4 separate regions of the Mus musculus genome follow, and regions 1, 2 and 3 are each linked to region 4. The links are chromatin contacts, called in public Hi-C, HiChIP or PLAC-seq and Micro-C maps. All regions are on one chromosome and are shown on one strand. The core of a region is the stretch at or near the end of the contact, and the rest is flanking DNA. Distances in the headings are between cores, read along the strand shown.

The links. A called contact is a pair of places that touch in the nucleus more often than the background predicts. HiChIP or PLAC-seq counts read pairs in DNA pulled down with a chosen protein or histone mark.
Region 1: an HNF4G HiChIP or PLAC-seq map of pancreatic cancer cells shows a contact between it and region 4. The contact joins the enhancer-like site here to the promoter of Parm1 in region 4. A contact is called at or near these places in 4 of 39 promoter capture datasets (the 3T3-L1 cell line, 3T3-L1-derived adipocytes, embryonic stem cells and 1 more), 5 of 484 Hi-C or Micro-C datasets (cerebral cortex, cortical neurons, epidermal suprabasal cells and 2 more), 3 of 115 datasets of contacts at active chromatin or transcription factors (VIP interneurons, embryonic stem cells and pancreatic cancer cells) and 3 of 9 other capture datasets (adipose tissue, embryonic stem cells and liver).
Region 2: a Hi-C map of uterus shows a contact between it and region 4, with 2.8 times the contacts expected there. The contact joins the enhancer-like site here to the promoter of Parm1 in region 4. A contact is called at or near these places in 11 of 39 promoter capture datasets (the 3T3-L1 cell line, the HPC-7 cell line, HPC-7-derived erythroid cells and 7 more), 5 of 484 Hi-C or Micro-C datasets (the G1E-ER4 cell line, the HL-1 cell line, epidermal suprabasal cells and 1 more), 4 of 115 datasets of contacts at active chromatin or transcription factors (embryonic stem cells, extraembryonic endoderm stem cells, pancreatic cancer cells and 1 more) and 4 of 9 other capture datasets (adipose tissue, embryonic stem cells, macrophages and 1 more).
Region 3: a contact with region 4 is called in a Micro-C map of the G1E-ER4 cell line. The contact joins the enhancer-like site here to the promoter of Parm1 in region 4. A contact is called at or near these places in 6 of 39 promoter capture datasets (the HPC-7 cell line, embryonic stem cells, liver and 2 more), 9 of 484 Hi-C or Micro-C datasets (the G1E-ER4 cell line, cerebral cortex, cranial neural crest and 4 more), 7 of 115 datasets of contacts at active chromatin or transcription factors (embryonic stem cells, extraembryonic endoderm stem cells, pancreatic cancer cells and 1 more) and 3 of 9 other capture datasets (adipose tissue, embryonic stem cells and liver).

What each region holds. Positions count from the first base shown.
Region 1 is chr5:91,658,007-91,665,497 of GRCm38.p6, reverse strand. No RefSeq gene overlaps it. Among named protein-coding and RNA genes, the nearest start is that of Gm36222, 47 kb to the left of the region's middle. Within about 2 kb of position 3,192, at least 2 of the 459 cell types and tissues checked have an H3K27ac peak or open chromatin away from gene starts, as enhancers often do. A contact at or near this core is called in pancreatic cancer cells, where this site is marked.
Region 2 is chr5:91,735,122-91,742,484 of GRCm38.p6, reverse strand. It overlaps the pseudogene Trmt112-ps1. Among named protein-coding and RNA genes, the nearest start is that of 1700063O14Rik, 28 kb to the left of the region's middle. Within about 2 kb of position 2,519, at least 43 of the 459 cell types and tissues checked have an H3K27ac peak or open chromatin away from gene starts, as enhancers often do. A contact at or near this core is called in uterus, where this site is marked.
Region 3 is chr5:91,720,199-91,727,536 of GRCm38.p6, reverse strand. All of the region lies in intron 3 of Gm36222 (a long non-coding RNA gene), which reads right to left. Among named protein-coding and RNA genes, the nearest start is that of Gm36222, 15 kb to the right of the region's middle. Within about 2 kb of position 5,851, at least 20 of the 459 cell types and tissues checked have an H3K27ac peak or open chromatin away from gene starts, as enhancers often do. A contact at or near this core is called in the G1E-ER4 cell line, extraembryonic endoderm stem cells and trophoblast stem cells, where this site is marked.
Region 4 is chr5:91,513,757-91,521,212 of GRCm38.p6, reverse strand. It overlaps Parm1 (prostate androgen-regulated mucin-like protein 1), which reads right to left and starts at 3,513. Exons shown (of 4, transcript NM_145562.2): 1 at 3,256-3,513. The coding sequence starts at 3,298.

The DNA of each region.
Region 1 (7,491 bases), core at 1,943-4,442, 140 kb before region 4:
AGAAGTTAATTGCTTGTTTTTTAAGCTGTGTGACTTTTTTAAAATATAGAAAATTAGTCACTTATTTTATCATCAACATCATCACTGGTACTAAAATGTGAACTCAGTTCTTCATGCTTGTCCAGTAAGCAATCTTAGCCTCCTTTCATCCATTATAACATCTTTTTTTTATTAGGTATTTATTTCATTTACATTTCCAATGCTATCCCAAAAGTCCCCCACACACTCCCCCACCTACTCCTCCACCCACCCACTCCCACTTCTTGGCCCTGGTGTTCCCCTGTACTGAGGCAGATAAAGTTTGCATGACCAATGGGCCTCTCTTTCCACTGATGGCCAACTAGGCCATCTTCTGATACATAGGCAGCTAGAGACACGAGCTCCAGGGGTACTGGTTAGTTCATATTATTATTCCACCTATAGGGTTGCAGAACCCTTTAGTTCCTTGAGTACTTTCTCTAGCTCCTCCATTGGGGGCCCTGTGATCTATCCAATAGCTGACTGTGAGCATCCACTTCTGTGTTTGCTAGGCCCCGGCATAGTCTCACAAGAGACAGCTATATCAGGGTTCTTTCAGCAAAATCTTGCTAGTGTATGCAATGGTGTCAGCGTTTGGAGGCTGATTATGGGATGGATCCCTGGATATGGCAGTCTCTAGATGGTTCATCCTTTCGTCTCAGCTCCAAACTGTGTCTCTATAACTCCTTCCATGGGTGTTTTGTTCACAATTCTAAGAACGGGCAAAGTGTCCACACTTTGGTCTTCATTCTTCTTGAGTTTCATGTGTTTAGCAAATTGTATCTTATATCTTGGGTATTCTAAGTTTCTGGGCTAATATCCACTCATCAGTGAGTACATATTGTGTGAGTTCTTTTGTGATTGGGTTACCTCACTCAGGATGATGCCCTCCAGGTCCATCCATTTGGCTAGGAATTTCATAAATTCATTCTTTTTAATAGCTGAGTAGTACTCCATTGTGTAGATGTACCACATTTTCTGTATCCATTCCTCTGTTGAGGGGCATCTGGGTTCTTTCCAGCTTCTGGCTATTATAAATAAGGCTGCTATGAACATAGTGGAGCATGTGTCCTTCTTACCGGTTGGAACATCTTCTGGATATATGCCCAGGAGAGGTATTGCAGAATCCTCTGGTAGTACTATGTCCAATTTTCTGAGGAACTGCCAGGCTGATTTCCAGAGTGGTTGTACAAGCCTGCAATCCCACCAACAATGGAGGAGTATTCCTCTTTCTCCACATCCATGCCAGCATCTGCTGTCACCTGAATTTTTGATCTTAGCCATTCTGACTGGTGTGAGGTGGAATCTCAGGGTTGTTTTGATTTTCATTTCCCTGATGAATAAGGATGTTGAACATTTTTTTTCAGGTGCTTCTCAGCCATTCAGTATTCCTCAGGTGAGAATTCTTTGTTTAGCTCTGAGCCCCATTTTTTAATGGGGTTATTTGATTTTCTGGAGTCCACCTTCTTGAATTCTTTTAATATATTGGATATTAGTCCCCTATCTGATTTAGGATAGGTAAAGATCCTTTCCCAATCTGTTGGTGACCTTTTTGTCTTATTGACTGTGTCTTTTGCCTTGCAGAAGCTTTGCAATTTTATGGGGTCCCATTTGTCTATTCTCGATCTTACAGCACAAGCCGTTGCTGTTCTATTCAGGAAGTTTTCCTCTGTACTCATATCTTCGAGGCTTTTCCCTACTTTCTCCTCTACAAGTTTCAGTGTCTCTGGTATTATGTGGATAGTCATTTATTTTTGTGTGGGGGCTATGGTATTTATATGTGTATATGTCTTTGTGTGTGCCTGTGTTGGGGGTGTACATGCATGCATGTGTGCGTGTGTAGGTCAGCAGTCCATGTTGCATGTCTTACTTAGTTATTCTTGCCTCCCCTTCTTCTCCCCCTGCAAGGCATGGCCTCTTAGTAAACCCAGAACTCACTTTTTGGCTAGACTAGTTGGCCAGTGAGGTCTGGGGATTTGCCTGCTTCTGCTTCTGCCTCTGCCTTTGCCTGACTTTTTTACATGGGTCCTGCAGATCTGAACTTGGGTCTTCTTACTTGCACAGGAAGGACTTTGACAACTCAGCCACATCTCCAGCCCCTCAGCTTAGTCCTTCTTATGATGTTAGTCACTGATAGTTTTTTCCATGTGTTCCTTACTCACTTGGTATTTGTTGGGGTTCAGGAATCACCACATAAGCCATATAAACACTGAATTCAGTTAAGCAAGAATAGTTTATTGAACACATACCCTACTACTGGTCAGACTAGGGACATAGTTTAGAGTTATCCACAAAACTCACCACAAATGCACATACAGGTTCAGGAAGTGCTGCCCAGTGGTCAGCTCTGAGTCAAGATATTTTAGACATAACAGTTCATATTGACCTTTGATTTGATGGGTCCTACATAAAGCTTTATTTTAAGAAATTATGCAGTTCCTTAAGATTAGCAAACCTCATACAGAACATTCAGAACAAAACAGGGTGCGTGGTCAGCATGTTTACTCTGAGCCAAGTCACCTCTCTGTGTCAATGACTGGCAGGCCTGTTACAGCAACAATATGGAATAGCTGGCAGGCATGGGACAAAATGGCTACAGCTATGCTGGGGGGAGGGGCAGTCAGATTATAATAGTGTTTATACTTAGAACAACTGCTGGCTTGAAATTGGATATTTTTACTCTCTCATGGTTTTCTTTTTTCTTTCTAAGCTTTTAATTTTTTTTGTTTTGTTTCTACTTTCTCAGAAAACAACCCTCCTTGATTTTGAATGTGCCAATGGCAATATCTCTCTCTACAGAGACTCTGTTCCTCTAATCTGGCTGCTACTTAATTGCCACAGGTGGGCATGTGTCCTAAGGGATTGAGAAAATATGTTTAACATTCATAGATGGCAGAGGAAGCCAGAAGTCAGAAGAGGAGCAAACATAAAGTCAGAACATCTCTTGATCTTTCTCTTTGTTTTTGTTTTTGTTTTTGTTTTTGTTTTTGTTTTGTTTTGTTTTGTTTTGTGACAGGATTTCTCATACCCCTGGAGTCTGGAAAGTTGGGTCTGGGTACCAGCATTTGGTATGATTGGGACATTTTTATTGTGTCTTCATGCTTAGAAGGTAACCCCGTGCTGTGTGAAGTCTCTTTTAAAAGTACTTTGACCTCATTATTGGGCTGCTTTCTGGGTTAGTCACTTCCTAAAGCTGCCACATCTTTCTTTTTTTCTTTATTTACATTTCAAATGTTATCCCCTATCCTAGTTTCCTCCTCCAAAGACCCCCTATCCCTTCCCTCCTCTCCCTGCTCACCAACCCACCCACTCCCGCTTCCTGGCCCTGGCATTCCACTATACTGGGGCATAGAACCATTACAGGACCAAGGGCCTCTCCTCCCATTGATGACCTACTAGGCTATCCTCTGCTACATATGCAGCTGGAGCCATGAGTCCCACCAAGTGTTTTCTTTGATTGGTGGTTTAGTGCCAGGGAGCTCTGGGGTTACTGGTTAGATCATATTGTTCCTCCTAGGGGGCTGCAAACTCCTTCAGCTCCTTGGGTACTTTCTTTAGCTCCTTTATTGGGGACCCTGTGCTTCGTCCAATGGATGGCTGTGAGCATCCACTTCTGTATTTGTCAGGTACTGCCAGAGCCTCTCAGGAGACAGCTATATCAGGCTCCTGTCAGCAAGCTCTTGTTGGCATCCACAATAGTGTCTGGTTTTGGTGTTTGTTTATAGGATGGATCCCCAGGTGGGACAGTCTCTGGATAGTCATTTCTTCAATCTCTGCTCCACACTTTGTCTCTGTAATTCCTTCCATGGGTATTTTGTTCCCCCTTCTAAGAAGAATTGAAGTATACACACTTTGGTCTTTCTTCTTCTTGAGTTTCATGTGTTTTGCAAATTGTATCTTTGATATGCTGAGTTTATGGTCTAATATCCACTTATCAGTGAGTGCATAAACATGTGTGTTATTTTGTGATTGGGTTACCTCACTCAGGATGATATCCTCCAGATATATCCACTTGTCTAAGAATTTCATAAATTCATTGCTTTAAATAGCTGCATAGTACTCCACTGTGTACTACATTTTCTGTATCCTTTCCTTTATTGAGGGACATCTGGGTTCTTTCCAGCTCCTGGCTATTATAAATAAAGCTGCTATGAACGTAGTGGAGCATGTGTCCTTATTACAAGTTGGAGCATCTTCTGGTTATATGCCCAGGAGAGGTATTGCGGGATCCTCAGGTAGTACTATGTTTAATTTAATGAGGAACTGCCAAACTGATTTCCAGAGTGGTTGTACTAGCTTGCAATCCCACCAGCAATGGAGGAGTGTTCCTCTTTCTCCACATCCTCGCCAGCATCTGCTGTCACCTGAGTTTTTGATCTCAGCCATTCTGACTGGTGTGAGGTGGAATCTCAGGGTTGTTTTGATTTTCATTTCCCTGATGAATAAGGATGTTGAACATTTTTTTAGGTGCTTCTCAGCCATTTGGTATTACTCAGTTGAGAATTTTTTGTTTAGTTCTGTACCCCATTTTTCAATAGGTTATTTGGTTTTCTGGAGTCTAATTTCTTGGGTTCTTTGTATATATTGGATCTTAGCCCTCTATTGAATTTAGGATTGGTAAAGATCTTTTCCCAATCTGTTGGTTGGTCTTATTGACAGTGTCCTTTGCCTTACAGAAGCTTTGCAATTTTATGAGGTTTACTTGTTAATTCTTGATCTTACAGAACAAGCCACTGGTGTTCTGTTCAGGAATTGACCCCCCTGTGACCATATGTTTGATGCTCTTCCCCACTTTTTCCTCTAAGTTTCAGTGTTTCTGGTTTTTTGTGGAGGTCTTTGATCCACTTGGACTTGAGCTTTGTACAAGGAGATAAGAATGGATCAATTCAAATTATTCTATATGCTGACCACCACTTGAGCCAGTGTCATTTGATGAAAATGGTGTCATTTTTCCACTGGATGGTTTTTAGCTCCTTTATCAAAGATTAAGTGACCATAGGTGTGTGGGTTCATTTCTGGGTCTTCAATTCTATTCCATTGATCTACCTGTCTGTCATTGTACCAGTACCAAGCAATTTTTATCACAATTGCTCTGTAGTACAGCTTGAGGTCAGGGATGGTGACTCCACCGGAGGTTCTTTTATTGTTGAGAAGAGTTTTTGTTATCCTAGGTTTTTTGTTATTCCATATGAATTTGCAAATTGCCCTTTCTAACTCAGTGAAGAATTGAGTTGGAATTTTGATGGGGATTGCATTGAATCTATAGATTGCTTTTGGCAAGATAGCCATTTTATTAATTAATTATATTATTATAATTATAAATTATAATATAAATTAATTAATTAATTAATCCTATATTATGATCCATGGGCATGGGAGATCTTTCCATCTTCTGAGATCTTCTTCAATTTTTTCTTCAGAGACTTGAAGTTCTTATCATACAGATCTTTTACTTCCTTAGAGTCACAGCAAGGTATTTTATATAATTTGTGACTATTGTGAAGGGCGTTGTTTCTCTAATTTCTTTCTCAGTCTGTTTCTCCTTTGTGTAGAGAAAGGTCATTGATTTGCTTGAGTTAATTTTATATCCAGCTACTTCACTGAAGCTGTTTATCAGGTTTAGGAGTTCTCTGGTGGAATTTTTAGGGTCACCTTTATATACTATCATATCATCTGCAACTTGTGATATTTTGACTTCTTCCTTGCCAATTTATATCCCTTTGATCTCCTTTTGTTGTCTAATTGCTCTACTAGGACTTGAAGTATTATATTGAAAGGTAGGGAGAGAGTGGACAGCCTTGTCTAGTCCCTGATTTTAGTGGGATTGATTCAATTTTGTCTTCATTTAGTTTGATGTTGGCTACTGGTTTGCTGTATGTTGCTTTTATTATGTTTAGGTATGGGCCTTGAATTCCAGATCTTTCCAAGACTTTTTATTATGAATGGGTGTTGGATCTTGTCAAATGTTTTCTCAGCATCTAATGAGATGATCTTGTGGTTATTGTCTTTGAGTTTGTTTATATAGTGGATTACGTTGATGGATTTCCATATATTAAACCATCCCTGCATCCCTGGGGTGAAGCCTACTTGATCATGATGGATGATCATTTTGATATGTTCTTGAATTCGGTTTGTAAGAATTTTATTGAGTATTTTTGCATCGATATTCATAAGGGGAATTGGCCTGAAGTTCTCTTTCTTTGTTGGGTCTTTGTGTGGTCTAGGTATTGGAGTAATTGTGGCTCATAGAACAAATTGGATAGAGTACCTTCTGTTTCTATTTTGTGGAATAGTTTAATGAGTATTGATATTAGGTATTCTTTGAAGGTCTGATAGAACTTTGCTCTAAATCCATCTGGTCCTAGGCTTTTTTTTTTTTTTTTTTTGGTTGGGAGACTATTAATGACTGTTTCTATTTCTTAAGCGTATATGGAACTGTTTAGATAGTTAATCTGATCTTGATTTAACTTTGGTACCTGGTATCTGTCTAGAAATTTGTCCATTTCATCCAGGTTTCCCAGTTTTGTTGAGTATAGGCTTTTGTAGTAGGATCTGATATATATATATATTTTTGATTTCCTCGGATTCTGTTGTTATGTCTCCCTTTTCATTTCTGATTTTGATAACTAGGATACTGTCCCTGTTTCCTCTAGTAAGTATGGCTAAGGGTTTATCTATTTTGTTGATCTTATCAAAGAACCAGCTCCTTGTTTGGTTGATTCTTTGTATAGTTCTTTTTATTTCCATTTGGTTGATTTCAGCCCCGAGTTTGATTATTTCCTGCTGTCTATTCCTATTGGGTGAATTTGCTTCCTTTTGCTCTAGAGCTTTTAGGTGTGCTGTCAAGCTGCTAGTATATGCTCTCTCCAGTTTCTTTTTGGAGGCACTCAAAGCTATAAGTTTTCCTCTTAGGACTGATTTCACTGTGTCACATAAGTTTGGGTATGTTGTGGCTTCATTTTCATTAATCACTAAAATGTCTTTAATTTCTTTCTTTATTTCTTCCTTTACCAACTTATCATTGAGTATAGTGTTGTTCAGCTTCCACGTGTATGTGTGTATGTGGGCTTTCTATTCTTTATGTTGTGATTGAAGATCGAAAGCTTCCACATCTTAATACGATCACTTGACATTTGAATTTGGGCAGTTCCACGAACTGCAGCCCAGAAAGGCTGACATGATGGATTGACATCATCAGGATAGACTGATGTCACTGGCACATCCAAAGCCACACAGCTGAAATCCCCCCAGAGAGCACTCTTGTGGCCCACCTAGTCAGGAGATACATTCAAACCATGCAAAATCTATCCATCTTAAAGTGTGTTCCAGTTACATGTGTACACATTGGACATTTTGTATGGTAACTAAAGATAAAAGTCAACTTCCTGTAGATTATAAGGAAACTTGGGGGTTAATAATATATGCAACTCTCGGAGAAGTGTGGGCCTCATGGTCTTTTAAAGTAGGAATTGT
Region 2 (7,363 bases), core at 1,270-3,769, 220 kb before region 4:
ACACTTGTGGAAATGTTTCCTAGGTTATCTTGCCCAGTCCTTGCTCATGGACATTCTCATTACAAATGTAAAGGTTGACACTACTCTGGAGGAGAAAGTGTTGGGGAGCAGTCCAGACCTGTGGTACAGGAAGGAGAGGGGAAGCGCTTGCTCCTAAAATAAAGACCCATGCCAAGATAGGCATCATATTTGCACAGCTCCCTCCCAAGATTTCACACAGAAGGTAGAATATTGTGGGCCTTCTGGACCCTCGGTGACACTGGGGACAGCAGGCAGTAGGGATTGTGACAAGAATGAGAAGGGGCAAGAGAGAATTTTTGAGGAGAGCAGACTTGTGGAACCAGAAGACTGCATGCATTCTCTCTTTTTAGCAGGGGTCAGACTTAGGTAAAGGGTTAGAAACACTAACGAACCTGCAGGATCTTAACCACCTGGCCTCCAGGAGGGGACGCTTCAAGGACAGAGACCTGAAGGTGGAAAGTCCCTCCTTTTGCTGACATGGAGTTCTACCAACCACCGAATATGTTGTAATAGGCCCTGCATTGGGAAAATAATCAATGACCAATGTATATTAAAAAAAGTCAGGATCAGAGAAGTGTTTCTGTACCCAAAACAATCATAAGGACCAGAACTTGGATCCTAGCACTCGTATAATAAGCAAGATGTCCCGTAAATGCCTGTGAACTCCAGCTCTGAGGGTTCACACACTATCTCATCTCCTTCACCTGCACTGGGGCACAGCATAGAGTAAATCTTCCAATAATTGTGACAAGGAACAGAATAATAGGGCCTGCCTGCCTGCCTGCCTGCCTGCCTGCCTGCCTGCCTGCCTGCCTTCCTTCCTTCCTTCCTTCCTTCCTTCCTTCCTTCCTTCCTTCCCTCCCTCCCTCCCTCCCTCCCTCCCTCCCTCCCTCCCTCCCTCCCTCCCTCCCTCCCTCCCTCCCTCCTTTCTTTCTTTCTTTCTTTCTTTCTTTCTTTCTTTCTTTCTTTCTTTCTTTTTTTTTCTGAGACACGGTTTCTCTGTATAGCCCTGGCTGTCCCAGAACTCACTTTGTAGACCAGACTGGCCTCGAACTCAGAAATCCACCTGCCTCTGCCTCCCAAGTGCTGGGATTAAAGGCGCGTGCCACCACGACCTGGCAGGGCCTTTCAAAGGCAGACTAAAATGTTTATTTTTGAGATGTACGTCTCCATTTAAAGACAATCATAGTTTTACGCACACTTTCTACTCTTCCTAGTGTTGATCGAGACTAATATACGTTCCCTTGCATCTGTTTACATTGTAAAGGTGCTTGGCATTCCATGGAAAAGCTTCGTACTTGGAGATGAGGCATGTCGTGTGTGCCATGATGTATACCTGAGGACCTCCACCTGCTACACAGTAGGGCCTGTTACAGCGTATTCTGTGGTTGGTAGAACTCCATGTCAGCAAAAGGAGGGACTTTCCACCTTCAGGTCTCTGTCCTTGAAGCGACCCTTCCTGGAGGCCAGGTGGTTGAGATCCTGAAGAATGTATGATGGGAAATTGGGGTTACATTTTGGTGAACACAGTTCATGGTAACACCGGAAGGTAAATTCCCTGTCTCTGCCTAGGAGGGTCCCATCTCCTTGTTTGCTACCTGGGCTGAGAAGGGGCCTGAAGAAGTGGCGTGCTCATGGGCCATGTTCACATTCTGGATTTCACAGTTTACGGCATAAATCTTCTCTTCCTGGTTTTGAGGGTAGCTGGGGAAGAAAGGGTTAAGAGGGAACGCTACTCTGTGCTGCTGATGGCAGCTCCTAAAAGGAAAGAAACTGGGCTACCTTTGACATAAAGCTCTAACTCTGTGTCCTTCCTCCTTGATGGTTCTGCAGGCTAAGGCTGTGAAGAAGCGAAGATGGGTGCATTCCCCCCGCCTTTCACTGGACAAAACTTATTTCAAGTACTCTATAATAAAAAGTCTAAGGTCACTTTCCTTATTCCGTTTACCTCATTTCCAGATATCCAGGGTAAGGAGCTTGGCTTGAGCCTTTTAATTAATTATTATTATTTTTAAGCCCTGGAAGAGAATCCTCCCTCAGGGACGTCATGACAAGGGAGAGAGAATCAATGACTGACAAGAGCTTCTGTTCTCTGGGTAAATGCCATCTGTGTCGTAACCTGACCCTGACCCTTGGCAGGAGGAATGGACTTTGAATAGACTTTGCTTATAGAAGAGGGAGAGGGCTGATGTATGTACAAGAACAGTGAACAAGAAAATCAAATTCATAGTAGCCTAGCCCAAACCCTTCCTCCTTAGACTCGTGAAATGAGTGTTGCCTTATCTTGAAGAGTAGGGGCTTTGCCTTTCGGATCAGGGGTGGGAGCTATGATACCATCAAACAGAAACAACCAGTCAATACTTACGCCAGTATATTTCTTCTGCAAAGTTTCAACTTTTTAACGTCCTCCTTTCAACACACCGGTGGAATGCAAACAGTGAGATTCCTCAGGCCTTGGCGAGATTCCCATTTGGGTGAGGTTTACTCTTAGACCTGCCGTGTCTGTACAGAGGGACACTAAATCAAGGTCAGAATCAGGTGTGTGACTAGGTGCAGTCGTGCATGCAAAGTTAAACAAGCAACATGCGCTCAACAACAATATAAAACTGAAAAGAAAATCCGATGGGCATAGATACAAGGCTCTGACTGTTCTAACGTTGGGGAGACATTTGCACTTTGGAATTAGCAGGCCTGTTGTACTGATTCCTGCAAGGGCAGTGCTGTTAGGAGGCAGATGTGGTGTGGGAGGGAGGGATTCTGCTCTCAGCTCTCAGCGATGCAAGGCTAGGGCAAGGGGGTTTCTTGTCTTTGAACAGAGGATGTAGGCGTGCGCCTCCTTGGACTAGAAAGATGGATGGTTCAAGGGAAGAGGAGGGAATACTTTCTAATTCTCACTTCCCTTCCATCTTGACTGGATGGTAGACGTTTCAGCCCGGGCACTGAGCCAGCCGCACAGCACTCTTCTGTGATGATATTCACACAGAACACTGAGCTGAGCTGAGCTTAGGTATATACTAAGAGTCACAAATCTCATGGAGGAAATAAAGTGATTTCTTAAATTAGTCCATGTAAAAATGAGATAAGTAAAAATTGTTTTTAACTGGTAGTATATCTACACACACACGTGTGTGTGTATATATATATGTTTCTAGCATCTCTTTAATTATCTTTCTATTGAGCTCTATTATTTTCTTAAAGTAGATTGTTTTTCAGTAGAGGAGATACATTGATATTTATCAAAGAGAAATGTTTCATGAATTAGATGGTAAATAATGTTCAGATTAACTATGTGTGTCTGCAACTGCTATGGAAGCAGATTAATGATCCTCAAGAGAAGAGGAAACATTTTTGTTCAATATGTCTAAGTAGCTAGTGTTAGTTCAAACCTCAGGAGACTGACTTTGAATAGTTTATTTTAGGCATATTTAAGCACAGCACAATTTGGTAAAAATATTCCTGGTAATAATTAACTCAATTCCATGTGCACAATAAAGCCTAAGACATGACTGCATCAAAACTCTTGGTAAAGTAACTATGACACCTTCCATAAAGATGGGTTTTATGCATTGACAAGCTCATGGTAAGAGGCTGGGGGAGGATGTGGTGTGGTCTCAGCCACACAGATAGCACAAAGGACATTGCCATGTCCACATGCATCTTCTGGCACATTACAGTTTATGCATCCTATTCTTTGAATGGACAACCCCGTGTGTTTAACCTTCCTGGTTCCCCTAGTGCTTATCCATGAGCACAAAGACCTCCACGTCCTGTTTTCTATAACCTTTGCTATGTCCAGATGCGTGTGACACATCACAGTGACACAGAAATCCTTTTGTGCATGGGTCCTGCCTTCCTACCCCCAGCAGGATCATCTAGGACTTCCCCATGTTTGTATGAAGCCTGAGCACTGAGTACTGAGCACTGAGCACCGAGCTGAAAGCTGATTTCCTTGATATGATCCCCATGTGGTAGATAGTCATAGCCCCTAAATATTCTGTGTGGCAACTCAGTTGCATTTCTTCTTACTCTACTACATCTCTAATAGTCTCTTTTCTATAATTTTATTTTACTTTAAATGAATGTGCCCTCCCCCCCTTTTGGCAATTACTCATTGTCTTGAATGATCTAATTCAAATGGTGTCAAGGCATACATTTTAAGGAGAGATGGCTCAGAGGTTAAGTGAATTGACTGCTCTTCCAGAGGTCCTGAGTTCAATTCCCAGTAACCACATGGTGGCTCACAACCATCTGTAACAGGATACGATGCCCTCTTCTGGTGTGTCTGAAGACAGCTATAGTGTACTCATATACATAAAACAATAGTAATAATAATAATAATAATAATAATAGCCGGTTCCGGCCTCACGCGCTCTGCTGTGACAACATGAAACTGCTCATCCACAATCTCCTAAGCTCCCATGTGCGGGGCGTGGGCACGCGTGGCTTCCCGCTACGCCTGCAGGCCACTGAGGTCCGCATCAACCCCGTGGAGTTCAACCCGGAGTTCATGGCGCGGATGATCCCCAAAGTGGAGTGGGCGGCGCTTGTGCAGGCAGCGGACACCTTAAACTTGGCTGAGGTACCCAAAGAGCCGACTGAAGGCTATGAGCACGACGAGACATTTTTGAGGAAGATGCACCACGTGTTGCTTGAGGTTGATGTACTGGAGGGCACCCTGCAATGCCCAGAATCTGGTCGTCTTTTCCCCATCAGCCGCGGGATCCCCAATATGCTGTTGAATGATGAGGAGACTGAGACGTAACCTTGCTAGCCGCCACTTTGGTATTTTGTTGACTGTGTGTTTCTGTTGTACGGTCTGTTAAATAGACGTGTCATGTGTGACCCCCAAAGTCCCCCCAGTGACTCGCCGACCACCGTGTACTTGAGCTCCATAGTATTTTTTTCTCATTAAAGGTTCAAAACCAAAATAATAATAATAATAATAATAATAATAAAGTCTTCACTGTCTGATAGGCTTCTACTTTCCTGGTTGTCTGGAATAGATGTGATTGAGTTTTAGGTTCAGAGATGAGGAGAAATGGGAGCGTTGATATTAGGTTCATTCTTTTTCTTTGTTTCCTCAAACTGGCGAGTCTTTAAAAGAGTTCAAGAAGAAAATGCTGTGAAAATAACTCACTTTGAAGACTGCTAGGCTAGAAAGCAAAGGGAATCTTCACAAGGGAAGAGATGGCCAAGAGGAGGGATTGAAATTTCCAAGGCATTGAGGGAGCTAGCTGTATGTTTTACACTGGGGAAGGTGACAGATGAGAAGATGGGAAGCCACTCCTGTGTGCCTTGACACTGGGATGGAGATCATGACATTCCCAGTAAGTCTAGTCTCAGGAAACTGAGCACAGCCATGGAGTGAGTGTCTAAGTGAGCAGCCTGGAGTGAGGAGATCTAGCTGTTATCACACAGCTCAGAGATTATGGTTTCGAGACCATTAATCAATTCCCTTATAAATGTTCCAATAACTTGTCTAGGTCTTTGCTTCTTGGCTAGAGAAATATTTGGTTAGTTTTCACTCTGGGTCGAGACAAAAAAGGTCACACGGGCACTGGTGGTTGTAATGAAATCTCATTGATCTTGTTAAATTCCTGCTTATGATATGTTTTGGATTTTAGACATGATAACTGAAGAATGCAAAGCTAAAGGCATAGTCTGAAACCTGCTGTCAAAGGTTGCAGAAGCAGTTTACACATCTGTGTATGATAAAGGCAATATGATAAATGATAAGGCTTAAGGAACCTTGGTGCTGGGCTTGGGAATTATTGGCACATTTTCTGACTGTCTTGAAATCTGAAATTCTAAATTTTAAAAGTTATCCTATAAAGACTCAAGGAAGACAATTTTAATAGTGTGTCAGCTCTCTGGTAATGTCACAATTGACTGAGGTTTGCAGGAAAGTTTGGGGATAGAGGTCAAATTTTCGAACCTAGGAAAGCTCATACTGTCTTTATAATGAAAAAAAAATCAAGTGTTTTAGGAATAGGATAAAGTTTACCAACAACAATATTAGGTTTAGCAATATGAATGGGGGTGAAAATTATTTTGAAGGATGAAGAGAGTTGGAAGGCAAATATGTATTCCAAGAGAGTCCAATAATAATGAGCAGATGTGTGTGAATCTTTGTTGTTATTACTAAGATGCTGTCTGGGGCCTGGAGAGCCAAAGATGAGAAATATGGAAAATTCAATCAGATGTCATTAAAATATCTATAACATTTGTAGTGGGAGCCTACAGCAAGAGCATAAAGAGTGTTCAGAATAGGACCAGGCAGTAACTGCATTAGTTAAATCCAATCAAGTGCTGCCTCAGGCTTGCTGTGGATACTGGAGACCCAAATCACATTGAAGAAGCAGAAAACACGAGTCTAAAATTCAGGGAGTCTTAATACCAACTTATCTGGTACCATGGACTTGGAGGTCCCAATGCAGAGTGCCTCCGTGTGGTTCATCTTGTCTGCTGAGATCTGAGACCAGGCCTAGCCACAGTCACTGCTTAATAAGCTGCCTTACTATTCCAAGCTTGTCACTGCGGAACTAACTAGGGATGACAAGCTCCAGCTTCTTTATTGAGGAGCACAAAACATCTTCCACAAAGGGGAAACACCGATACATCTTAGTGATAATGACTTAATCTAAAATAGTAACATTTTTCTGTTTAATGTAACAGGTACACATTTGGATTTAAAGACCCACTCGCCTTGGGGTCTGAATTTGAAACGTAAATCAGCAACAGTCTGAATTATGATTTTAAGCTGAAATGCATATTTTACTATATTTATAAATATCATTGATTTTAAAGAGGGCCTAGCATTTACTTTATTTTTAAAAGTTATTTACATTAAAAAATTAAATTATGTGTATGGAGGTGTTGGTAAGTGGACACAAGTGAGTGTAACTGCCTTAAAGGCTGGAAGTATTGGATCCCCCGGAGCTGGAATTACAGATGGTTGTGAGCTGCCTAACGTGGGTGCCGGGAACTGAACTCAGGTCTTCTGTAAGAGCAGTAATGCATTCTTAACCCCTGAGCAACCTCTCCAGCCCTAGTATGTGTTATATTTAAATATGTTGAACTTAGTTAACTTAGAAAATTTCCTTATAGTAGCAAAGAGTGCCCTTAAAAAGCAATTACATCAACTATGTATACATAGTAAAAAAATTAAAGGATCTTAAATTTCTGAAGGAAACCTAATAAATTGAACAGATCAAAAATGAATAAATATGTGTTTTATGGAAACTTACTATTTTATAAGCTACACCCCCCTCACACCCACACCCTAACACCCATACCCACACTCCCACCTCTACTCCCACACACCATATAAAGGAGTTTAATT
Region 3 (7,338 bases), core at 4,602-7,101, 200 kb before region 4:
TCTACTAAGCTTAGCAATTCATTTACATAGTAGTCATGAGACTATAAGATTGGATACAAAAGTTAAGGTAAATCTCTATTACTGGGCCTAAAATAGGCCAAGAGTATTTAGCTACTAAGGTTGTAAGATCTGTGATGTAAATTTGGCTTCATCAGAGGACTTCAGTTCATACTCCTAACAGCCATGTGACCTTGAATAATGGCATACTCCTTAGGCCCCAGTTTCCCTGTCTATAAAATGAGAATAAGAGCCTCTCCCTCTTGCTCAGAGGGCTACAGGGACATATAAAGCAATGAACACATAAAAGTGCTCAAAACACTAGGCATTGTCTTCAAGATTATCACTTCTAGGTGATCAAGGGTGGGTTTCGTTGACACTAGAGTCTAACTGACTGTGTCATCCCTTCAGAAACAACTTGGAGAAAATAGCACAGGATATAAGGATTGAAGCCTGAAGAGTGTGGCTTAGGGAATCTTGCCCGCTTCCCACCCCATCAGCTAGAAAAACGGTTCTCAACCTTCCTAATGCTGCTAACCCTTAATTGTAGTTCCTCATGTTGTGGTGACTGACTCCCAACCATAACATTATTTTCATTTGCTACTTCATGATCATAATTTGGCTAGTGGTGTGAATTGTTATGCTGAGGCTGGTGTTTTCTGATGGTCGTAGGTGACCCTGGTGAAGGCTGATCCACACCCTCTTGAGAAGGGGTCGAGACCCACAGGTTGAGAACCACTGAGCTAGCGAGCCACAGTGTATGGGTAAAATTGCTACCACCTATGTATCTTACACGAGCATTTACAAACACATTCTACATGAGGTTCATCTTGGTTGCTGAAGCCAGAGTCAGTGCCAGGAAAGCCGTTTGAGCTATTAATGGGTGTTACTTAACAGAAATTTCTTCCTGGAGTGTCACCAGCGGTCCAGATATCCCCTTACATGTCTCAGGATGACCCAACACTGAAGAGTGTGAGGTAGATGAAGGTTCACGATGATACAGGTCATTAACACAACGAATTACGAGAGTTCCTTCCAATTGAAGGGGGTACATTTTCCTAGTGTTTCCCTATGAGACCACTTTACATTGGAAGGCAGATTCCCCATGATATCCCTGCTAAGACCTTAGTCACATAAAGTCACCCAGAATAAGTCAGGGGAAAGATTTGTCTCTTCAGAGTCCAGAGTTCAACCCTCTAACAGGACTGTTAACCACAGCCAATAGACATTCAGTTGCCATCCTGCGGATCATCACAGACACAGGCCAATGGATAATGCATGGAATGACAGATACGGCAATGGTTAACATATGAATCCAAAGTGTGCTGTTAGAGCAGTCAGCCCTTCGTCTCGCTTTAGTCACAGGCTTCTAATTATCGACGCAACAGTCAGACAGAATCTCTGCAATGTGCACCCAGAGAGAATGTTTACAATTTCCAGTGATTACAGAAAGTACAATGGGCTTTTTCCCACCAACACTCTTTCTCCTCTAGGTACTTTACACCCATTCCCTGCTAATCACTAACACAAATTTACAGAACTCAGACTTCCCTGCACACCAGCAGATAAACAAATAGTTCTACAGAATGGTTAGTGACTCAGAAGGGCCCCAAAGACAAGGAACTCAGACTTCCTGTCAGGCAAATACCAGAAACTCAAATTAGTGCAAAAAGAACCTGAACAGCTCAAATAGACTCCAAACTGACCTGGAAATAGACGGTGAGGTTCAGATTGTACCGGTCACAGAAAACTTAACGAAGGTCAGAACTCAGGGCCCACTTTGTCTGAACATTTGTTTCTCTACTCTACTAAATAGTGGTAGAAAGCAGCTAACAGGCCAACATGAAAGCGTAAGAAAAAAAAATCCTTGGAACAAGAGTGAGCCCCATCCCTAACCCAGAAGCTATCTCTAACTGATAACCACCCACAAAGTGAAAATTAGGTTTTTTTCCAGTGGAGTCTCACTGTATATAAACCCCACTTTAGGGCAGGCCCTATGCCCAGCAATAGATGGCTAACACAAAGCAAACTCAATGACAATTTTGGAGGATTTTTTTTTTCTGGGGTGGGGGGGTACAGGCTCAGGTCTCATAATGCTTTTTCTGGACCTTTTATTCTTTTCCAGTCTTTTGTTTTCATGTTATGACTTCTGATTATATGTCTTCAATGGAATTTCTGTGTGCAAGTCTGTGTGTTTACGTACCTCTGTTTGCATTTCTTGTGCTTTTTCTTTGACTCTTTTCTGCTTGTTTTGTCTGAGTCTGGTTTTTTTATTTTATTAACTTAATTTAATTTTATATTCTTGAGTGTTTTCTAATGAGTAAGTCAGAGACCAGATCTTTTGGGTTCAGACTCCATCTTAGAGAACCTGACCTTAGGTTAAACTCACATTAACTAACAGGCCAGAACCTAGCACCAGTTTGCAGGTTGTTCCCCTATAAGTCTGAACCCCCAGGTTACAAGCCCGCCCCTGACACTTCACTTCCTAGCAATCACCAATCAGGAGGAAAGCAGAAGTTAAGTTTATGTTTTGGGCCCCAGCACCAGCCAATAATGTTAAAGGTCATAATGGCCCCCCAATCAGGTGTGTATCAGGCTAGATACCACTTCTTGTCTCTATTAATGCTTGTCTGAAGCTGGGCTGGGGGCTCCACCTTCCCATCCTGCTGTGTCACGGTTGACAGGGGGGCCCAAGTTTGGGCTTCTAATAAAGAGACCCTAATGCGATTGCATAAGAATCGGTTCCTTGGTGGTCTTTTGGGGTTCACAAACGTTCACAACAAAAGAGAAAGAAAGTGTGGATTTGAAAGAGTAGGGAAATGGGGAGGATACTGGAAGAGTTAGGGGAGGGGATACCATGATCAGAACAATTTGTATTAAAAAAAAGCTAATTTCAATTAAAAAAAAAAAAAGTAAACTCAGAGACTGGAGAGATGGTTCAGCTGCTAAGAGCATTGGCTGTTCGTGAGATGCCCTGAGTTTGATTCCCAGCCCCCACACGGCAGCTCACAGACCATCTGTAACCCCAGTTCCTCCATGAGCACTGTATGCTTTAGTGCTAAGACATACATGTAGACAGATCTCTTCTATACATTAGATACATAAATATTTTTTAAGTAAAAAAAAAAATTCCCTTGGGTGATTACAAAAGATGCTTGAGACTCTTCCATTTTCCCTGTCCTCCTAGGGCCAACTCGCTGGGGTGACAGAGGTCTCCAATGAAGCCTTCATCCTGGGTTCTCTTGTTGAATTTGCAACTGCAGCTTTAGGGCAAAAGCCAGTGAAAGAGCAGGCAACGGTTAAAAGCAGAAAAAAGAGATTAATCAAAGTGGTTACATAAGAAAGAAGAGACTGTGGCTCTAGTGACCCAAGTCCATTTTGGGGTACTGACACAACATTTTAGGTTTCAGTAGAGGAAGACCTGGGGCAGGAGAACAAGAAGTACATAGGACTAAGCTGTCCTGGTCAGGGTATCCGCTGTTCTATCATTGGCTCAGCTCCTGTTCTACGAGGAGGTTCAGTGAAATCCTTTATGCTTGAGAAGTTCTCCTATCCAGTGCTACAGCCTCACTCTCAGGGATAATTTCCTATAAGGGGGAAGGGGACTAGATGTTCCTCAAATCCAAGGTAACTGCAGGTTTAAATGTAGCCTTAAATGGCATGAAACTGAGCGATCAACATGCCTACAAGGAGAATCTGACCTAAGGCAGGTACAAAATGCAGGAAGAGATGCCAGGCTGTTACTCTGGCTTCTATTTCCTTCTGGTCTCAAGTGAGGAGTGAGTGCCATTTAGCTAAACAAACAAACAAACAAACAAACAAACAAAAACATAAAAAAAACCCTGTCCCTAAGTACCTGTTATAAATGCATGATGAACAATCCAGACTGTGGGGCCTGTGTGTCTGTGTACCTATGGCAAGGCCTCGGGGTAGGAATGTGAGACACATAAACTAATCCTGAACAGTTTTGGAGATCCTGGATTGTATCACAGGACAGGGCACCAGAACACTTTGGAAAACATTTATAAGTGCTTTGTCTGTAATTGGATGTAAATCTGAGATGTGACACCAGCATATTTTCATTTAGTAGATGTGTCTAAATAAATTGATCCACCTTGTCTAAATTGGTGTGGGTATCTGCACTCATTAGTATTTTTCTGTCTCTTGGTCGATTTTTTTTTTCCCCAAGCCTGGTGTCAGTCCAGGCACACGTTTGTTTCAAATGCGTTTCTGATTGATTTTCTGCCTAACAACTGACAACTTAACTTTTCAGCAGGAGGCCTGAGCTCAGGGCCCTTTTTAATACTTCACAGCAGTAATGCGATCCTGACAGACCCTGGAGGGGAACAATTGGCTTTCTGTGCTGGGAAAGACAGTATAGGATTTGGTTCTCAGACACACGCTGACTTGTTCCATGTGGACTACATTATTGTAAATTGGGGGTAGGGAAGAGGGTAGTTGCTTTTATGAGAAGGCCAGGACTTAATTCTATGATTGATTATTGTCTCATTTGTAATTGGAAGGAGTTCTGTCCCCACTTGAATTTACTGATTTACAGAAGTTCTTAGTGAAAGCTGTCCCATAATCTACTTGGTTCCTTGGGTAATTTTCCAAAAGTCCAATCCATGAACAGTACTGAGCTGTAACAGGCTTCCAGAGGCAGAAAACTGCTTAGTGTCTGTTTTCGTCCTTATGAGTGTCTGCCATGCTTTACACAGCTTTGACTCTATGGTTAATTCTAGGAGGTTTCTCTACCGAGCAATTGTGTTTGGATTGGAATTGACATGTGGGTCATTTCAGAGAGATGGGTAAACCTCTAAGCCAATCAAAAGAATTTCCCTGATATTGATCTCAAATATCAAATCCCCAGCTGTTAGCAAGAGCGTTATCTGCTGTGCTTCTAACTTACCACAGTTCAGGGACCCTTAACTTGATAGTCAGAGCGTCTCTGTAAGTGGCATATGGGATTCCAGTTGCTTTGTCTGTTGATAAATTCACTGTGATATGGATTCTCAGTAGTAGCAGACCCAGGGGCATCTGCACAGTGGTGAGCTCACATTAGCTGGAATCAGTGGGTGTGCATACCGAAGTCTAATATGCCATTTTTGTCGGTTTGCTCAGGCTGTTTTCTTGAGTGGTTTTTCTTGAGTCTAGAAGCTCTCAGTCTCTTCCTTTTTCCCACATTCAAGTATTCTAAAAGCTGCTTACGTTTTCATGTGAAATCCTCCCTAGATACTTTGACCCTTGGAGCCTTTTCTGTTTCTCATCTCTAAATGTATTTACGATTGTATCACTAACTCCATTCATACTATGCTTTCATGTATTTTCCTTATTAATTTGTACACACTGGTTTGCCCTCATTCCTCTACAGATCTATGAGGGCAAGGACATCATCTCATGTCATCCTTACAGCCATTTCTCTTGCCAGCATTTAATCTGGTCCCAAACATCTACAGACAGTAAACACTTCTTTCATAAAACAAAACAAAAGAAAACAAGACACTGCCAAAGCCTTTCAAAACGGCCAGTCTGTATGTAAGCCATTCTCAGTGAACAACATGATTAAGAAATCAACACTTTTGCAGGCTTGCTTGTGCATTCGTGTAGAAAAGGATGGCATAGATAAGGTTAGGGAGAATGATAGCGAATGAATTTCATTTCACGTGGTTGGTTCCATTCACGAAGTCCTTTAGATGAGATATAAGGTAGCGGAGAAAAAGGCAGAAAATCATGAGATATTTCAAAGGAGAGAGTCTGCCATTTGGAATTGGAAGAGGAGAAAGCAGCAGGAGAGTGGGCAAGTATCACAGAGATAGTAACTGCAGGAAGTAGCCACACCTCTGCCACAGAGATAGAAACTGCAGGAAGTAGCCACACCTCTGCCACAGAGATAGAAACTGCAGAAAGTAGCCACACCTCTACCACAGAGATAGAAACTGCAGAAAGTAGCCACACCTCTACCACAGAGATAGAAACTGCAGAAAGTAGCCACACCTCTACCACAGAGATAGAAACTGCAGAAAGTAGCCACACCTCTGCCACCAGATGAACTGAGGGAGGCGGGTCAATGAAAATGTAAATGTGGAGAAGAAGGCATGTGGAGCTGCACGTAGATGTCCAGGGAAAGGCAGTGCTGGTATTATGGGTGCTGGTGTGGTATCTGCGCAGTCAGGGCTGGAGACATTCCAAAGAGACACTTGTTCCTGTCCTTTATGCCACTGGACCATGGAAACAATGGACACCCCCAAATTGACACTTTCCTAGGAACACCATGTTGGGAGACAGGAAAGGAGGGAGCCTTTGTGCTTGTCAAAGAATTGCATTTGTCCCCCCCCCCCAAAGGAATTTCACAGCATATCTGACCACTTAGCAAGAAAGACTAGACGAAAGATGATTCAACAATGAGCAGTCTCCCGTGGCTGGTTCTGTTTGACTTCATGATCCTCTTTCAAACCTAAGCCTTATCTTAGAGCCCCAGATAGACTAGGGGTCAGTAGGCCCCTTTGGTGGTCTCTCCTTTAACATGGCCAATTTCCTTTCCTACTTTTCACTCATACCTCTCACTGGTATATTGAAAGTGTGTGGCTGAGTCGACGTTGCTGGGAATCCCAGAGCTCAGGCCTTTATCCTAAAACTTCAGGTAACACTGAGAGGGCAAGCCTTCCAGCGTCTTGTAGCCCTCACGGGGGAAGGGTATAATTGGGAACCGCCTATCCTGACAAAGTAAAGCAAAGCAAAGTGGATTTGGGCGGACCGCAATAGGGAATATTGCCTTCCTACTTCATGACAGGGAAGGAGGGTGATGATGATGGAAACAAATCCAAAGAGACACAGGTAGGGGACACATAGCTCCTTAGTGTTGGCCAGAACTCAGAAGGCGGAAGTTACATGAGTTTTGCTGAGGTCCAGCCTGGGCAAAAGCCTTAGACCTTTTTATGTTCTGAAGGTAGAATCCCATAGTTGATCGATGGGGCTTCCATCAGTTGTATCGTGCACATGGTCCTTGTTCTCTGGTTTCCAATGTTTGTAGATGTAGGTGCAAAGGCAAACCATCTTGAATGTTATGATAACTTGAAAGCGCTGTGAGTGGTTAAATCAAATGCTCTCCTTCCCTAAAACTAAGGCCCTGTTGACACCCCTAATGGCTGAATCCAGCAGGGAAAGCCACTCATGGATGTATGTGATTGTTTCTTTCTACTGACTCATCTACTTCATATAGACCCCAGAAGGAACTCATTCTCTGTTAACATAAGTTGACAATAAAATAAAAATCTCAACCCTCAAAATGCACATTTTGTGAATATTTAAGTGAGATTGAGCATATTGGGTGTTTCTGGGTGG
Region 4 (7,456 bases), core at 2,264-4,763:
AGAAGAGGGCTGATGGATCCAGAACACACACACACACACACACACACACACACACACACACACACACACACACACGAACGCACGCACGCACGCACGCACGCGCACATGCACACGCAGAGACAGAGACAGAGAGAAAGACAGACAGAAAGACAGAGAGAGACAGAGACAGACAGAGAGAGACAGAGACAGACAGAGAGAGACAAAGAGACAGAGAGACAGAGGCAGAGACAGACAGAGACAGAGGCAGAGACAGACAGAGAGACAGAGAGACAGAGATAGAGAGACAGAGAGAGGCAGAGAGAAAGAGACAGAGACACACAGAGAGAGACAGAGAAAGAGAGAGAGAGAGAGATATTACAGACTATACCTCTAGCTCTCCTGGTCTTGTTTACCAGAGGACCAATAAGTGTTTCAGAGTGTCTGGGAATGGGGTGCATTGTTGCCTTCCTGATCCAGGGCTAGGGTAAGCAGTGCAGACCCAGAGCAGGACAAGTCAGACCACTGGCTTCTTATACATAGGGGACTGTTTGTTCTTACATAATGAATTTCTTTTGTTTTCTTAAGTGTGTTAAAAAAAACATTTGAATGTATCTATCTATATACCTCATATATTTAAGCCTTTATTATTATTTTTGGATGGGGTCACCCAGCTTCAAGGGGCAGCCATGACAGTGGAGTGAGCTAAAGCAAATGCAGAGAGGAGCCTTTTGGGACAGAATACTAGTCACATGGCAGTCTCCCGCCTTCCTCCCTGTGTAGATAGTTCTTTGGCCAAACCTTGGAGACTCAGGACTGGACTTTAATTCACATGTGGTACTCCTGTATATCCCAGGTAAGGTAAATCAGGGGACAAATGTTGAGCTGCCTCCTGTCAAGGCTGCAGATAAGGCACGCATATCTTTAAATGCCCATTGTATGCACTGGACGACGACACTATGCATACAAACGAGGATCTGTTAAGCTAAAAATTAAAGCCTTGCTATAACACTGTCTCTGGCCCAATCAACGGTCAGTTTCAGGGGTTTGCTCAACTCTTTCTGAATCTTCTAACGCTGGAGAGAAAAGAAAACAGGGGCGGCAGGGTGGGGGTGGGAGGGGGGCATCCTCTGGTGAATAGCTTGCCATGAGAGCCCCACTACAAGCTGCCAGAACGTGCCTGCTGTTATCCAGAGCCTTCTAGAAAAAAAATATGTCAGCCTGAAAATCCTTTACTTTGGAATGCAGAGACTCTCAGGAGCTATTTATGATAATTTTTACATGATTTTCCAGCCTATTTATGGTAAGCAGCTTTATTAACAAACTGTCCACGGAAATATTCATTCAAATTCACAAACTTCAGAGAAAGCTGCTCTCAGCCTCTTGTCTCCCTGTATGGGACAGCAATGTGCATAAGTAGTGAAAAAGAGGCAGTAAGTCTTCCTCGGCCACAGCAGCCTATGACCCTGATGGCTCTGCTCCCACTTAGAAGCCTGGAGGGCACAGAGCTGGGGCTGCTCAACCAGTCTCTGAAACAGCAGCCACCTGGCTCTGGGGGAGGGGATTGAGCAATGCTTGTCTCTCAGCAGAAAACAGCTGAACAGTAAGACTAGAGAATCAACCAATCAAGCATGCGCCAATCAGTCAATCAATCAATCAATCAATCAATCAGTCAGTCAGCTAGTCAGTAAATCATCTTATTCGAGCTTCTTGTTAGGATTAATCCGTTTTTGCTTTTGATTTGCCAGCTTTTGATTTTGAACAGAGATGTTCAAAAATATTAAGGAAATAAATAAATACATACATAAATACATAAATAAATGGATAAAGGGGCAAAATCAATTCAGCAAACAAAATCTATCCATTAGCCAAGTGCATGTTTTCTAGGCTTCCTGAATGGGTTCCCTTCCGCATCCGTTTGTAAACATCTATCCTTTGAGGACCAGGGAACTACCTTTGGCAGCAATCCAGCTGAGAAGGCTATTGCACTTTCATATCTAAGGGCTCCTCTCTCAAGAGGGCTGCGCCACGGAAGCCGAATGTTCCAGAAAGATCCGCAGGCAGGTCTCCAGACCTTGCAGATCCCGGAGCAGAAAGGTTCTCTCAGACATTAGCATGTAGGGAAAACACCATCAGGCTATTGGCTCAGCTGGGAAACTTTCCCATAAACTGTCTTATCCTCTGAGAGCCCCAGGGAAGCTTCTAGCTTCTTTTCAAGGAGTTGTGACTTTCCTTGAGTGGGGGTGGGGAGGCACATTTACAGGAACCCAGGCAATTCAAGAGGGGAAACACACGGACTAAAGCTTGAATCTCCAATCAGCTTGTACTAGGAGGCTTCGGGGCATTCTTGGATAAACAGACCGGACTACTCTCTTGGGTTACTCTCCCCCGCCCACCCTCAGACCCCGAGTATAGTCCCGAATCCATAGTCCTTATTGGGCTACGTTCTTCCTGGACAAAAACCTAGGTACCCAACTCCAGAAGGTGGTGCCTGGTTTCATCTCTGCAGCCCGCGGGTCGGCTTGGCTTGAATGCCCAAGGTCGTGGTTGCAAGTAGTCCCTAGACCCGGGTGAGATAGATAGACAGACCCGGATGGGGCAAAAGGGGGTGTGTATCCTACTTTTACCCAAGTTACTAGTTTCATACAGAGGGCCACAGTTTTGGAAGGCTCTTGGCCACAGTAGACCTGCAATCTTCAAACAATGATCATAAGCTTGACCCTAACCTGGGCCGCTGCCCCTGTGACTTGTTTGTGCCGCATCATCCCTGAGCCTAAGTAAAAGGGACGCCCGGAGTTCCAGAGACCTCTAAGTCCCAGAGCGCTAACCAGTCGGGTTGAGCGCACTCCATGATGAAGCCCTCCTAGCAGCAGCTTTGTCGGACCCCTGCCTGGCCTCTGTATCCCACGTCCGGACAAACCACTGGCAAGAAGTGATGTCTGGGGCTGTAGCAGGTGCTCCCCGGAGACCCCAGCAAAGGAGAAACCACAGAAACCTTTCCTCTCCGTGCGGAATTCTGTGTTCTAAGGCGCCAGCTAGCCGGCCACCTGTTTCACAGAGAACGAATTTGTGGGGGGCCCAGGATGCCACAGCAAAGACCCAGACGTCCCTCCCTTCCAGGACTGCCAAAACCGCACACCTCAAATCTAAGTGCGCACACCCCTGCAGACCTACCACCCTCCAGTGGTGGCTTATTTCTTGGTGTCGCCCCTCTTCCCATCAGCCGGACCCTGTGCTGCCTCCCCCATGCCCCGCTCTTCCTAGGACCGCGCCAAGTACCTGCGGTGAAGATGCAGAGGGCGATGAGCACCTTGCAGACCATATTACTCTGGTGCTCGGTACCGAGCTGGATGCGACTAGAGAAGAGTTTCCTGGGTCTGACCAAGTGCTTCGGGGCACCGGCAGCTCCTCTTCGGACCGGGTGGGCTACGGGAGGAGCGGGGACGCCAGGCGCGACGAGTCCAGGCAGCTTCGGTGTCTGGCGGCGCAAGGCGAAGTGGAGGTGGCGCGGAGAGTCAGCTGTGTGCCCTGCGGCGCCAGGCGCACTTCTGCTCCATCCCAGCTGCCTGAGCCCAGGGCCCGCCTGCGCCGTCGCCAAACCCCTCCCACCCGGCCCTCCTGCGAGGACAGGGCCACCCCCTGGCCTTCTCTCTCCTGGCGCACAGGTCCCAGGAGTCCCGGCCCAGAGCGGCCTCTGCTGGACAGCGGGAGCTAGACTTGAGCTTTTAGTGGATTCAGCCACAGCTCAGGGAGCTTTGCACTGTCCTGGAAGCTAAGGCAAAACAAAGTGTGAGTGGGTCCCTGCCGTTAGGTCGCTTATGAAAACTCCTTACCCTTAGAGAGGCGACCTCGAGGTCACCTCAGAGAATCAACACATTTCTTTCCAAGTATGGGATGAAGACCTTTTCCCTTCATTTCTGCAAACAGCCTTCTGTGTACATTAAACTCTCACCGCACTTCCTGGTGCCTATTCAACTTCCTAGCCAGAAGAAATACCACTATCAGGTGATATATATGATCCCCAGATAACTGAACCAGCCGTCTGATTAGTTACTATGCTAAAGTTCCTTCTACTAACCCAGAGACATAAACCTTACTATTTCCCAGGTAAGAAATCAAAGGCATTAGAAATTAAGGAATGTGTCATGTTCATATAGTTTGTAAGAATTGTTTGTACATCAGGCCTATGAAAACAATGTAATAATAATAATAAAATAAGTTTTATGTAATAATAATTAGTGCTAATAAACAATAATAACAGATAACAATAATTTCTGAGAAATGGCAATAGGCTATGTGTTGGACAATGTACATTCACATACTACCCAAGTCATTTACTTCCCGTAGTATCCTCATACAGGCAAGTATCCTCATTTTCTGGGTAGGAAGTAACTTTAAGTTTAAGTGCTTGCCCAGGCCTTATAGTTAGGGAAGGGTAATCAGATCTTTTTCACCGGGGGCTCCTTCTCCATATTGAATGCCTCCCCAAAGATCAGGGCTTCTCCAAAGTGGAGTCAGACCTGGCCTTTCATTTCATTCTTTTTGCGCCCCCTGCACCTCAGACATTCATAGTCCTCATACGGGCTGCATGCCACATCCTTCAGCTTGGTGCAGTCTGAACCTGGTGGCCCCTGGTCACTAGAGCTGACAGTTGTAAGAGAAAAGGGACCCTTCCTAAGGCATTGGAACATTTGGTGCCCTCAGCAGCTCTGCAGAACTGTTTTCCTGTCGTTTGGTGTGTCGTCTTCCATCTTGTAACAGGACCCGCTCTCTCTCAGCCTGGGTTCATCACTTTAGCAGCAGCCAGGCCAATTCTCAGCCTCACCTCGCCAGCACCACTCCCAGATCTTGGCAGTACTTTCGCAATAGACTACACTGGGCTCATAATTGTCCTTCTTCTCTATACATGTACTGATTCCTGTCGGTATAGGAAGCAAACGATACTGCAAGCAAAAGCTGAACTGCCTCTCCTGCTTCCCTGGTTAGAAGAACTGGCAGACGCAGAGTCTTAAACACATTCCCGGAAGCCTTCTGGCCTCATGTCCTTCCCGTGTCTAGCCAACCTGTGTGATTAGGAAGCTTGTGGACATCTGGGCTTTGCTTGTCACAGAGTCTGCAACCACACATGGATAGAGCTTGGTAGTGACACTCTTTAAGGCTGGTGCTCTTCTTTTTAATTTTTAAAAAAAAAGTTTATTTAATTTTTTTTATTCCCCTCCCAGCCCACCCTCTGACTGTGCCCCATCCCATACCTCCTCCCCATCCCCCTGTCTCCAGGAGGATGTCACCACCTCCCCCTCCCCTCCACCAGATCTCTAAACTCCCTGGGGCCTCCAGTCTCTTGAGAGTTAGGTGCATACAGTCCTCTGCTGTATACATGTTGGGTCCCTCATATCAGCTCATGTATGCTGCCTAGTTGGTGGTCCAGTGTCTGAGAGATCTCAGGGGTCCAGGTTAGTTGAGACTGCTGGTCTTCCTACAGGGTCGCCCTCCTTCTCAACTTCTTCCAGGCTTTCCCTAATTCAACCATAGGGGTCAGCAGCTTCTGTCCATTGGTTGGATGCAAATATCTGCATCTGACTCTTTTAGCTGCTTGGTGCGCCTTTCAGAGGGCACTCATAATAGGTCCCTTTTTGTGAGCACTCCATAGTCTTAGTAGTGCCAGGCCTTGGGACCTCCCCCTGAGCTGGATCCCATTTTAGGCCTGTCAATGGACCTTCTTTTCCTCAGGCTCCTCTCCATTTCCATCCCTGCAGTTCTTTCAGACAGAAACAATTATGGGTCAGAGTTTTGACTGTGGGATAGCAATTCCATTCTTTACTTGATGGCCAGTCTTTCTGTTGGAGGTGGGCTCTACAAGTTCTCTCTCCCCACTGTCAAGCATTTCATCTAAGGTCACTGGTCTCTTTATACAAACTGATTTAAGTTAGTGACTCTGGCAGATCTAAAGGTTTTTGAAGATGACATTACAGAAAAATTTACCCATTTGAAATACAACAAACTTCTCTCTAGTGTGCAAAGCCTGTGCCCTCTAACCTTGCTGTGGTGATGCTTGGCTGATTCCCACATGCTAACCGGTTATGATTGCCAAGGATTTTAATTGTATTGGAATTGAGCTGAAATAATTTCTTTTATTAAAATCGTTCATTTTGGTGGCTAATTAAAACTTAAATTGATCAATTTAATCAAAGCATGTTTGCTGTTCACTAGACCTTAAGGTTGGCTGTGGAAATAGATTTTTTGTAATATCCGGGGTAGACTAAGTTCTACTGCTGAAACAAGTAAACGATAGGCAGTAACAGGTAATTTATCATCCAAGTTTCCTGCAGCTCCAGGTTACTAAGTCAGGTTAGTGACAGGCTTGTCAGGGACCCTGTGTTATACCAGTATATGAACATCTGCTCACATACTTAGTAAGATGGGGAGGAGAGAAGGGAAAAGATTAGGTGCACCATTTAAACGTTATGCTAAGAAGTGACACTATATTACTTTGTCTATAGCATGGCTCAAAATTCTTTTTTTTTCTTCCAAAGAAAGTTTTATGTGACCCCACATATATAACATAAATCAAACATTTACTAATCATAATCCATGAATATATTTATTAAAAACAATTCTCTGGTTAAATATAGTTTTGCTGTTTGTTATAGATGAAAGCAAGGTAGCATAGAAATGGCACAGGTTTGTAGGCTTAGATTTTTCAAAACCTACTTTAATTATAGTTCTCTAACACTTCAACCACCTCCCTTCCAGCCCACCACCCACCAGAGGTAGAGAAAAAAGAAAGGTTACTAGGAAACAGGGGTTGTGGACCTGTTTAGAAGTAGTTCTTTGAGGTGATTCCAATCTTTATTGTCAGTAGTCCAGTCTACCAGCAAAACACCAAACACGAATCAGCAGTAGCAGCTCCGATTCAGAGGAAACTCTGAGCCTTCACCAACCAGCACCAGTCCACAGCAGTGACAAAATAGTGGAATACCACCAGAAGTTCTTTGCTGTATTTCTCTCTACAAAGTCATGACAAGTTATACTCTTTCCAAACATCACATGCTTTTTCACCAGGCAGCATCTAGAAAAACACCACGTGTCTGTTCATATGTCTGCTTCAGCAAAATCTCCTCTCATAAGACAGTCTCCAGAAAAATGTCACATGACACAACTGAGTCTCCAACAAAACCAGAAATTCCCACTTCAGGTGTGTTTGTTTAGCTGGTTCTATAACGAACCATCACTGAACATTGGTTCTGCTGGTTACAGAGCACCCCTAGCATTTCTGAGAGGACCAGTATCTTGTAATTCACTTATTGCTCTTTCTCTGACAGTCTCATGCATTCACACAGTGGATTTTAGTCCTTGTCACCTCCTATTTCCCTGACTCGCCACCCCTTCTCCTTCTGAAACCCTTCTTTCAAAGATGAAAACATCCTTCACATAAACACACAACACAAGATGGCAGCAGCATGTGTCGGGGCATTTGAAA